Regions from separate parts of the Mus musculus genome. Here region 1 is linked to region 2. The links are chromatin contacts, called in public HiCAR-type maps. All regions are on one chromosome and are shown on one strand. Each heading gives the region's core, a stretch centred on a gene start, on an enhancer-like site or on the middle of the called end of the contact. The rest is flanking DNA. Distances are from core to core; before and after follow the strand shown.

Evidence for each region. HiCAR-type assays count read pairs that join an accessible place to other places.
Region 1: a contact with region 2 is called in a HiCAR-type map of astrocytes, with 3 times the contacts expected there. The contact joins the promoter of Pcdh11x here to the promoter of Pabpc5 in region 2. A contact is called at or near these places in 5 of 39 promoter capture datasets (the C10 cell line, hippocampal neurons, liver and 1 more), 2 of 484 Hi-C or Micro-C datasets (cerebellum and embryonic stem cells) and 2 of 115 datasets of contacts at active chromatin or transcription factors (astrocytes and large pre-B cells).

Annotation. Positions count from the first base shown.
Region 1 is chrX:120,287,467-120,293,416 of GRCm38.p6, forward strand. Pcdh11x (protocadherin 11 X-linked) reads left to right here and starts at 2,861. Exons shown (of 7, transcript NM_001271809.1): 1 at 2,861-3,185. Gm30577 (a long non-coding RNA gene) reads right to left here and starts at 2,768. Exons shown (of 4, transcript XR_387050.3): 1 at 2,580-2,768.
Region 2 is chrX:119,925,308-119,931,300 of GRCm38.p6, forward strand. It overlaps Pabpc5 (poly(A) binding protein, cytoplasmic 5), which reads left to right and starts at 1,889. Exons shown (of 2, transcript NM_053114.2): 1 at 1,889-1,993; 2 at 2,530-4,858. The coding sequence starts at 2,683. The coding sequence ends at 3,828.

The DNA of each region.
Region 1 (5,950 bases), core at 1,611-4,110, 360 kb after region 2:
ACACCTTAGGCATTTTTATGTATTCTTATTTCCTTACTTGAGAAGCTCATAATATCTATCTCAAGAAGTAGTTTTTGAGGATTAATAGAACTATTTAATAATGCAGACAGTCCATAAATTCATTTAGTCACGGAGGGTCCTTCTCTCTGCAGGAAATGCAAGGTTCTTATCAGTTCTTTCATAGTTAGAATTCAGTCTGCTTTTGCCAGGTGTCCTGGCTTCTGCTTATTTCATTGCTCACTGGTGCCACCATCAGTCAGAATACAGGCAAGAAAAAATTGGGGAAATTTCTTTTATTATTTTGAGATGTGGATTTCTGTCAGTCTTTTCAACAAACTGCATTTTTTTCCCTTGGAGGATTTTCAGGGTTACTTAGTTCAACTTGTAGAGTCTTCATGGTCTATGAGGAATGCTTCTATGCTATAGAGATGATTTTCTTTTTGGCTATACACATAAAATGAAATATTGCACTCTACACTCCATACTAACTATTAAACGTTTATTTGGCTGAATGCTTAATCCACTCTGAACAGAATGACAGACTAAACTTAAGAGTATAAATCCTTATACAAGTTACATGTGTTTTACAAACATTCGTTCAGGAATTATAGGACACACTTAATAATGTTAACAACATAATTCTGTCATGATGATAGCTTTAATAACAGGTAATGACTATTTATCTCCCCTTACATCAAACTGAGATGGAAATCTTAAGAAAGCAATTGATTGATATCTACTACAGGTGTTATGAGGAATAATTGGTGCTTTGAAGGTATCACTGTGACATAGATTTGCCACACTATTTTAGATCAACCAGTGATTTTATTTTCATTGAGTTACTGCTATCCCTTATGAAAGTGTCACAGAACAGTTCAACATCCAAGAGGCAGAACAGTAACATTTGACAGCATCTGATTTCATCTCATACACATTTCCTTGCTCTGACAAAGAGAACAGAGGCCACTGCTAGATATTCTGAATAATGAAGTCAGAAATACAACAGGAATAAAATGTAATGCTAAAGTGTCTCCCTGGACCCATATAAGAAAATACGTCCTTGTGTTTTATTTCACGAAGACTGTACTGAACTGCCGTGTTGAGGTTTCTCTTCAGCAGTGGCTTCAGGTATAAGAAATAAAATACAACAAAAATGTTTGAGGAATTTAGAAAGCAAGACTTTAAATTAAAATTAAAAACTACAATTGGAAATTGGAAGGGGGTTAGGAAAAGAGAGTGGGGTTTAGTGGAGCAAAGATTCATAAAATTTTGCCCTCAAAGGAACTTTCTGTAAAAATTCTGTTTGTGAAAATCAGCCAGCAATAACTAGCAGATTATTTTTTTATACTCTGTTCCTTTGCAGATGCAACCTCTTATTCTATTTCCCCATCAGTGTACAAGATTAAAATCAAATGTACATCAAATTGAGATGGAAATCTTAAGGAAGTATTAACAGAATTCATTGATTTTAGTGTCTGAAAGCAGTGTACTTTTTCTTGTTTTATTTCAGAAAAAAAAAAAGCAAAACCAAAAACCGAAATCCAAAACCAAAACTCAGTTTTCCCTTTCAAAACTAAACTGAAGAACCAGAAATGTAAGGTTTTTTTACACATTAAGAAAAGAAAGTGAATTTTTTTCTAAAACACACATATTTTGTGCAGACTAATTTAGACAATTCACTTGTCTCATTTCCTGGCCTCTAGGTAAATATAAAGACATCCTCTTTGAAATTAGAACCAGAGAGGTCTGGGTGTTATTATGTTTTTGAGCCTATTCTATAGGTAGGGAATTAACTTCTGTTTCTTGTTATTCATGAGTTATCTGAGCCACACACCTGACACAGTGACCCTTGTTGCTTTAGTGCTCTCCAGAGACCTGACACCCTATGCCAGGCAGGCTTCACCATCTGAGATGCCAAGCTTATTGGCAAGCATTAGGGTTGCAGCTCCAGGCTGTGCTCTTCCTTGTCTGGTATCCTTTCCTGCTTTCAAACGGCATTGTTCACACAGTGACACCACCCCACCCCCTCAAAGGGTCACAGACATGATCTGTTTAATGATACCCTTAGTTTTGCTCTGGGATAGCCAAATGTCGTATTTCCTCCGCAGACACTCACTCCACCCTACACCACACAGGAGAATGTGTGTGGACAGGCAGCCAAGATTTCTGAGACCTCTCACAACTGGATATGGTATATTCAGAAACAGGCACTTGGCTCAAATTGCGGGTTCTCCTGGATCTTGCTCCTACTTCCTCTAGTGTGCCCTAAGTACCCTTTGTATAAGAAAATGGTGTTACTTGCTGTTAGTTCTCTAGCTGGAGTCAGCGGAGCTTGAGGAATCCTGAGAAAGGCACGCATACCAAGAAAAATCAAACTTCTGTAAGATGATGTAAACGAGTGAAACTTAAAGAGGAGAACTAAAGTGCAAGGAGAGGGGGGACCACCCGGGGGAGGAATGCTTGCCCTGCTTATTTTGTTCAGTTTGTTCCCCTAAGCATCCAGTCCCATAAAGGAGCGTGCAGGCAAAACGCTTTCTGCCTCCTTCTCTGGGCCACAAGATGTAACTTCCCAAGCTTACCTCAGTCTCGCCCCCGCACCGCTCCTGAGGTTCTTCATCCTCTGGGAGAGGCGGCCTCCTGAGCTGGAGTGGGAAGAGGGGTGCAGGGAGTGGGGACAAAAGGGGGGTACCCATCAGTTGGTGCTGCGCCATCCCCTCCCAGCAGGCGGCTAGGGCACTCGTTCACTCCTTTTCCCCCCCCCCCGCCTTCCACTCGCTCACCCCCCTTCTGTCCCCCTTCCCCCTCCTGTCTAGTCCCTCCCCCTCGCCATTGAAAAGGGCTGGCTTGGCAGTGGCTCCTTGCAGTCGACGAACTGTCAGGGCGGGAGTAGCTGTGAGCCAGAGCAGCCAGCAGCGGCCCGCGCAGCAAAGCGGAAAGCTAGGCTACCAGAGTGCAAGGAGTCTCAGTGGCAGAAGCTACTCAGGCGACACAGGCAGCCCAGCTAGCCCGGGCCGCCCGACCAGCCTCACAAACAGCCTCCAAGACAAACAGCTGCTCTGCGGACTGCGAGCTGTGGCGGTAGATCCCGCTACAGCAATCGCAGTCTCTGTGGAGCGGGCGGAAGCCTTTTTTTCTCCTTTTTCGTTCCCCTCTTCATACTACTCAAAGAGGAGTCTAAACAGTAGGTAAGTATCGGGTTCGGTTCGGGAGCTAAAGCCGCTGAGGCTGGGGACTCATGGCATGTCCTGCGCTTAGGACGCGGTGACTGCTTGCGCCTGGGATCTGGGCAGTTGACCATAGCATGCTTTTAGAGACCTACTGGTGCCCTCCCTTCCGGGTTCTGTTCCCTAGAGGTAAGAAAAAGAGCAAACCCGGGAGATGAGCTCCCAAAGAAAATCTTTTGACACTGCCTCCACTCGGTTTGGTTACTTTGCTAAAACTCTCACTTTTGTCAGAAAAGTGTCCGCGCATGAATTTCTCCGACATGGGTTGTGCAAAAAGGTCTTTCACTTTAATTGATTCTTCCAGCTTCAGCGAAGCTGAATGAAACTCTGATCTGGGAAAGTGCGGGGATGCAGAGTTGACGCCCCAGACCATTAGGGGAGACACCTGGAGCAAGTCCAGCTGAGGGGCAGTGTGCCTCAGCAGTGAATCCGCGGTGGACCCTGGAAGCTGGCCCAGCTGCGCTCCTCTCTGGGGTCTCCGATTTGAGTCCAGGTTTGATAGCGCAACCCGGTTGGGGAGCGACCCTTGCCGCAGGGCTTCGGAAAACTGTGCGCACAGCAGGGCGCCCAGCGTCTACTGGATTGGTCCTCCTGGTATGATCCCATTTCTTCCTGCCCTGGGACCTAGTGGATGTAGAGATGGTAGGTGTGAGAAATTCTGTCCCCCCTTTATAAATGCAACTTCGTATAAACCAGCAGCTGAAAATCAATATTCTTTTTTTTTTAATTTGGGGGGGGGGAGACTTACAAAGTCAAGCCCAACATAAAAGGGTTCCTCTATTCTCTAGAGAAATGACTCGGAATTCCTTAGCCAAAAGAACGCCCACCTATGTCATAAATACCTGGCGTTTTTCAAGAGAGAATCAAAAAGCAGTTCCCTCCACAAAGGAAGGATCTTCCTAGAGCTTGTAAAGAAAGGCCCCCTTTCCCCCCAAAAAATGTCTCTTGCTTAGAGCTTCATTGGAAAAGGTGACTTTAAAAAACGGCTACATTGCTTTAGAGACTTTGGAAGAGCGCAGCAACAGTATACCTCCAGTTGGAGACACTACTCTGTGAGCGCAGTCACAAAGCTACTAGTCCCTGGGGTGTCAATGTCCCAGAGTGCATGGCAGGATCCATTTCTGTGTCTCCCCCAAGGAAAGACTTTTTAGGGGTTGAGTGAAGATGGCCCCTTTGCTGCCTCTGATTTATTCCAGGCTCCACTAGGTTAGCTGCCTTTGCGGCTTGGGGTGTGGGGCACTGGGATGTGTGCTTGGAGTATGTGAGCGCGCGCCTCCAGGCGGGCACTCGCCTCTGCGAGCGGGGTGTCCTTCCAAAATGTCTCAGGGGGGCTGGGAGTCCAAACTTGCGCCATTGCGGCACCCACTAACAACGTAAATCAGGGAGAGCAGGGGGGTCTAGTACAAAAGAAAAAAATAATAAAGAAAATTAAAGGGTAACAGAAGCAAATGATGAAGGAAAAAAATTAAAAAAAAAAAAAAAACATAACGCTGTCCTTTCCCTTACTGTGAGGAAACTTTCCAAAGGCAGATTTATATCAGCTTGGGGGCTGTTTCTTTACAATGGACCCAGTGTGAAAAAAGTGTTTGAGAATCTAGGCCATGGGCAACGGGGCAAAAAAATAGGAGAGTAATGGGGACAGAGGACCCCTGAGTGTGGTACTAGCTCTGCAACCAGCAAACAACCTGAGGAGCAGGCAGATAATTCTGAACACAGCACAGTGTAACGCCAAAAAAGGGTGAAAATGCTAGGTGTCTTACTTGTCATTCAAAAAACAAAACAAAAAAAAAAAAAAAAAGGAAAGAAAGAGAAAAAGGAAGAGAAAAAGTGAGTAAAACAAGTGTGACTCAAGAGTGAATAAAGGAGTTGGGGAGATGCGCTGGTTGGCGCCTCTGCAACTTTGGAAGATGTGCACTTTTAATCACGTTTGAAACAAATTCACAAATTCCCACGGCCAAGGCTCTAGCCTCAGGGCTGTCTTTGCCTGTGTTTTTGTGCGGGGGGAAGCTTTTGAAAGCTTGGGAAAGTAACTGATAGTGTGTCCGTGTTTCACCTTTCTTGTCTTTGGTTCATCCGAGGCAGAACTGACAGTGTGCGGGCGGTTTTGAGAAAGAACCAGGAGATGAAGGAGCCAAGGTCTAAATCTACCTTTCTCCTGCTGCTAAATTAAGAACTGCCGCGCCCAGCTCAAGTCCCGGCGCCGCCGCCAGGGCGCTGAGTTCGCCAAGCGGCTCGCTAGAGCCTCAGAGAGCGAGCAGAGGGAACGCAGTTCGTGCTGGGGTCTTTTTCACGTGGGCCGCCCCTCCTTCTCTGGCAATGATGTCAGCTGCAGTGAGGGTCCGCCGGCTGGCAGGAGAGCGAGCGACTAGGACGGGTAGGGAGCGGAAGCAGGCCAACCTGAGGGGCGCGCTCCCCGTGCGCAGTCGCCCTACGTCCCTAGGCTCCTGCGCAGCTGACCCCCATCCCCCTCACCTCCCAAAGGCACCCTGATCCTCAAAAGGTACATCAAGGTGCCGCCTGCCCGCTGAGCTTTTGGAACTCGGCCTTGAGAACCGTGTGTGTGTGTGTGTGTGTGTGTGTGTGTGTGTGTGTGTGTGTGTGAGCGCGCGCGCGTGCGCGCGTGTGTGTTGCCCTCCCTCCTTTCAGCCTGGCTCTGTTCTTCCCAGTTTCCAGCTCTTGCCTTTTTTATTCACACTGAATTAAATCATCCAGTGTTAATGTACCGG
Region 2 (5,993 bases), core at 639-3,138:
ATGAGATTGTGGTATGTTATTGTTGTTTTGCATAGAAACTTATATTTTAAGAGAAAATATGATCAATCCGTTTTATCATGTGTGTGTGTGTATGTGTGTGTGTGTGTGTATTCATTCTATTTTTAATATATACAATTTTTTTTGAGTGGTGCTGTGGATCAAACCTAAATAGTCATACATGGTAAAAAAAAAATGTACTCACTGATGTTTTATGTTCTATCACCCAGAAAAAAAAAAACTTTGTTTTAAATATGCATAAAAGCAAAAGTGCAATGATATGTATACAAGCCTTTTTACTTTTGGTCTCTATTTTTAACTAGGGAGACTGTAGCTTGTTCTATTCCTCTGTTTTTCTCTTATAACTAACTTCCTTGTCTTGGTTAAGCAAGAACCCTAGTAACAAGCATAGGGATAAAGAATACAACAAAAAAAGTCATTATTTTACAAATTACTGGGGGTAAAAGCCATTCAATCAAGTATATTGAAATGACAAAACAAAACAAAACAAAACAAACAAAAAAGCTAACGAGCACTTAAATTTAGCCTGATATTTTAATAAATTCTTGATAAGAACACACAATATCATTTTCTTGTTAGGATTTTTTCTAGCATACTAATACTGATACATTATTCATTTTCATTTTCTTTGGTGGAGGAAAGATGGTTCAAAGGTCCCTACTTTCTGTTTGGAGGGGATTTTGCACATTCAAAGAAAGTCTGGAAACCTTGTCACACTTTCCTGCCAAAACAGCTTGTTAAGAATTCTAAGAATTTGATTACAGTCCTTGAAGCTCTTCAGTGCCATAATGCCACCATTAACATACTTTAGATAGATAGATAGATAGATAGATAGATAGATAGATAGATAGATAGATAGATAGATAAATAGATAGATAGATGATAGAAAATAGATGAGCTTATACAGTAACTTTCTTTTTTGTAATGTAATGCTTTAAATTTGATAATCCATACCTAGATTTATAATGAACTTTTGAAAGTCCTTATCTCCTAACATCCTTAGTTCATCTCAGGATGTTAATATGTTTTCAGTTTTCGTGCACTTTTTTAAGGTTATATACTGTGACTTTGTAAATATTCAACCTGAATGCAGTTAAAAAAATGTCACTGTTTTCTTGCATTATGTCGCATCAAACGCTATTTTATGGCTCTCCAGTCATTTAAAGCCTTAATATCAATGGAGCAAAGAAAAGACCTCTGCCTACTACCTGAGGATAATTCTACCATTATGGAGGATTAATGGAGTAAGGGTAAAAACCAAGCTCATCCCTGTTCTTTTTGACATGGTGATAATTTAACCCTGGACCTCTGACACAGCTATCATGAACTGATATAAATGGAAACCCTGTGTCTGTTTTGAAAACACCCAGGACCCCAACTAAAAGTGGGGGAAGGAGTTCCTTTTAAAAAAAAGAAAGAAAGAAAAGCAGATGTGATTTTTTTTCTACTCTGATTATAACCAGTTTTGTCATATTGAACTAAGCACCATAAAGTATGCTTAAATATAATAATAAATAAAATCTCCTTCCCTCCCTCTCTCCCTCCCTCCCTCCCCTCTTCCTCCTCCTCCTCCTTCTTCCTCTCTCTCTCTTCCTCTCTCTCTCTTCCTCTCTCTCTCTCTCTCTCTCTCTCTCTCTCTCTCTCTCTCTCTCTCTCTCTCTCTCCCCTCAGAGCAAGCGGGAAGCAAGCCAGTGCAAGGTTCCGGGTTTCCTAACGCCCCGCCCGTCCTCCTTAGCGCAGCTACAATCTCTTGATCCCTGGGTTCTTTGGTAGCTCTGTCTTGCAAGAAGCAATCTCTGTCCGTTGGTCCCCACTGGGGCGGCCCTTGGCACGTCTGCTCTCCTCTGCTGACTCCGCCCCGCATCTGTCCAAACCAGCCTCGCGTCAGAGCTGAGCACAGCGGCGCGGCTGCCAGTCAGTCCCTCCGGACCTGCGGAGAGAGCCTCAGGCTGCAGAAATCACCGCGCCTCACTCGGTCCGTACCCAGTGGTCATCTTGGGGATATGGGCGGTCTCCCGTTCCCTACGCATGTTTCTGTGTGTCTGTCTCTCTGTGTGATCGGCTGCCAGCAGCCTGCCTGCCAGTTCCAGTGCACCAAGTGTTTTGTGTGCCCTTTAGCTGATGCTGAATGCAGAGAGGCCTTAGTGTGCTGCAAGCCCTCCTGACATAGGCAGGCGGAGGAATACACACTTGGTCCCTTGCTCTGGGTGGCTGACATGTTTAAACCCACAGGAGCTCAAGGCCTATGATTTTGCAGAAAGCCAGTCACAAGGCCTCTGTTGGTGAAGCTAGATGTGGGGAACCAGTCAGACCCTTGGTGATATCTTTAATTATAAAGGGGTAGGGAATATTGCATTTGTAATACAGGCTTTTGAAACTGATTTTAAATCTGAAGGGGTAAAAATCTGTAAGTCTTCTTATGGAGAACAGATTGCTTATTGGGTTGCCTTTTTGTCTGATGTATTTGTTCTGAGCCTGCTGACCAGCTGTTTCTGAACTTCATTTTCTCAGCCTCAGCCTCAACAGTGATCTGAGTCTGCTTTTAGCTTCCCTTCACCTGCCTTGGCTTGTTTCTGTTCAAGAACAGCTGTTTGGCCTATAGATTAGAAAAAGTGCACCCCCTCCCTACTCTGTCCCAAGAGATCATCTTCTAAGTGCTCAGAGATGAGTGGGGAGCCTAATACTGCTGGCAAGAAAAAGAAGTACCTCAAGGCTGCCCTGTATGTAGGTGACTTGGACCCTGACGTCACAGAGGACATGCTCTATAAGAAGTTCAGACCTGCTGGCCCTCTGCGCTTCACTAGAATCTGTCGTGACCCAGTGACCCGCAGCCCCCTGGGTTATGGTTATGTTAATTTCCGCTTTCCTGCAGATGCTGAATGGGCATTGAACACAATGAATTTTGATTTAATTAATGGTAAACCATTTCGCCTCATGTGGTCACAGCCAGATGACCGTTTAAGAAAGTCTGGAGTTGGAAATATATTCATCAAAAACTTGGATAAGACCATAGACAATAGGGCCTTATTTTATTTATTTTCGGCTTTTGGGAACATTCTTTCCTGTAAAGTCGTATGTGATGACAATGGCTCTAAGGGTTATGCTTATGTCCACTTCGATAGCCTTGCTGCTGCCAATAGGGCTATCTGGCACATGAATGGAGTGCGGCTCAATAACCGCCAGGTATATGTTGGTCGATTCAAATTTCCTGAAGAGAGAGCAGCAGAAGTCAGAACCAGAGAAAGAGCAACATTTACCAATGTTTTCGTAAAAAACTTTGGAGATGACATTGATGATGAAAAACTAAACAAACTTTTCAGTGAATATGGGCCAACTGAGAGTGTTAAAGTCATAAGAGATGCCACTGGGAAATCTAAAGGCTTTGGATTTGTAAGATATGAAACACATGAAGCTGCCCAAAAGGCTGTGCTAGAACTGCATGGCAAGTCAATAGATGGGAAAGTCCTATGTGTAGGGAGAGCACAGAAGAAAATTGAACGCCTGGCTGAATTAAGGCGGAGATTTGAACGGCTGAAATTAAAAGAAAAAAATAGGCCTTCAGGAGTGCCTATCTATATTAAGAACTTGGATGAGACCATCAATGATGAGAAACTAAAGGAGGAATTTTCTTCATTTGGATCAATCAGTCGAGCCAAAGTGATGATGGAAGTGGGACAAGGAAAAGGGTTTGGTGTTGTCTGCTTTTCTTCTTTTGAAGAGGCGTGCAAAGCAGTGGATGAAATGAATGGTCGCATAATAGGCTCCAAGACATTGCATGTCACTCTGGGGCAAGCTAGGCACAGGTGGTGAAAATTACTATGAGCAATTTGTTTAGCCTTAGCCAGTGCCTACATAGCTTGGGCTCCTTTGTGACAGAGGTTATTTTCTCTCAATTCATAGGTTTGTTTTCTTTCTTTTTATTTTATTTATTTATTTTATGACACTTTCTTTTGGAAACAAAGTATACATAGAAAATCTTGTTCATTTTGGTGACAAACATAATTTATAAATGTAAAATGTCATTTTGTACAATTTTTATAAGATCTTTATCCTTAGAATAAAATTTATCATCTTTATTTTTTCTAAGTATCCTGAATGAGGAAAATGATTATATTTTCTTTATTTTCATAATACTAACTTAATTTCTTCTATGAAAATATTCTTAAGAGATTCCTTATTTCTGATTCTGGCACAGTGAAAAGTCAACCGTTGCTTTTTAAAGAAAAAGTGAATGGATAGGGGCCACTTAAAATTTCTCCATAATTTCATTTTAAATTATGATTTAAATTGAATAGTACTTAAAACATATGAGGCATTTTTCCTTTATTTTTTGTATCTGTTTTTCTTGTATCAAGTGCACACTACAGATTTGTTAGCAACTTTGACCAGTTATTGGGATTTATCTTTATAAATATCACGTTATTGTTTCTTAATCAGTACTTCTAAAAAAACTGTTGCATTGATAAATATCTATTTAAAATGTGAGGGTCTCAAAAATATTTGCCAAGAGATATATTTGAAGATACTCTAAAAGTAATTCTTAACACTTGTTTTCAAAATGTGTATAATGCATAGAGGTAGACTATGCTAAATTAACAGAAACATTTATTAGTGTACTAACTCACTTTTACCTTTAAACACCTTATACACTGCTGCTGTAAAACTAAAACATGTTGTTTCTTGTCATGTTTGAATATATCCACTGGCAAACACTGACATGTGTTTTATTAAGGAATATGTTTTCCCTTATTTAGGTCATACCTTTTCATCCATTATGTGAGAATCATCAACTCCAAATAATTCTTTACTAATTCAGACTACTTAAAATATGCTGATTCACACAAAGAAAAAAATGTTCTACAGCTACTTCCTGTATCATGTAACTTCTATACTACAAATTCTCCACTTTTCACACAGGGCAATCTCTTTTCACTTTCAATTTAAATCCAGGTAACACTTAACACCAGTACAAATATGATTGACAATTAGAAAAATAAGCACTTTTTCCGAAACTTGAATTAACCTTCTTAAAATTTATGATTTACTCATGCAGCAGAACCCATCACATGAACATGTTTGATGTCTCTTATCTGCTGATTGTTTTTATTGCTTTACAGATGAATCATCATTTTATAATAATATAAAGCAAGTATACAATTTTAAATCTTTTTTGAACATAAAATGGAAATAAAATATTCCTATGTAATGATATTCAGTTATGAATATACAAATAGTCAAGTATTTTCAAAGTGAAAATAACTGATTTATTGATTATGAATATAACATAATCATGATCATAAAATCTGCAATCATTATAGAAAGAATCATTATTAATTTTATTATGTGAATATCCTTTAATATCTTTATCTTAAGTGTATTTCCATTTTTATAACAATACAATATGTATTATTTCATATTTTATTTTAAATTGAACCATAGTTACTTTTTATATCAGTAAATATGGATGTTGATAAATGCTATAATTTTAGGAACTTCATAATTTTCCTTAATATAGGATGTATTATATTGAATAAAATTTTTATTCAATATTTTTTTAAATTTGTAAACTATATCATGTTGAACATTTTATTCTGGAAACACTTAGTTATGAGATAAACAGAGACTTTAATAATATGTTAGAGCTTAAAACTGCCAGAGAATTAAAACACACAATATAGATGTCACCAAATGTGGAACACTTTCAACATATCTTCTATATCTAAATTTATATAAACACAAAAATCAACAGAAGATAATCAGCATACTTGAGGAACCTATTTTATAGTATTGCAACCATAAAAATACATAAAACTTGAAACAGATACAATGGCAAATATATATCATATGTTGTGTTCATTTTGAAAACTATCATGATTAAATTATAGCTACAAGCATGAACCATCACTCTTAGCAAGTTTCTTTAAAAAGTTAAGGTTGAATACAAAGTTATGAAGAGTTTTCGAAAGTCAAAAATA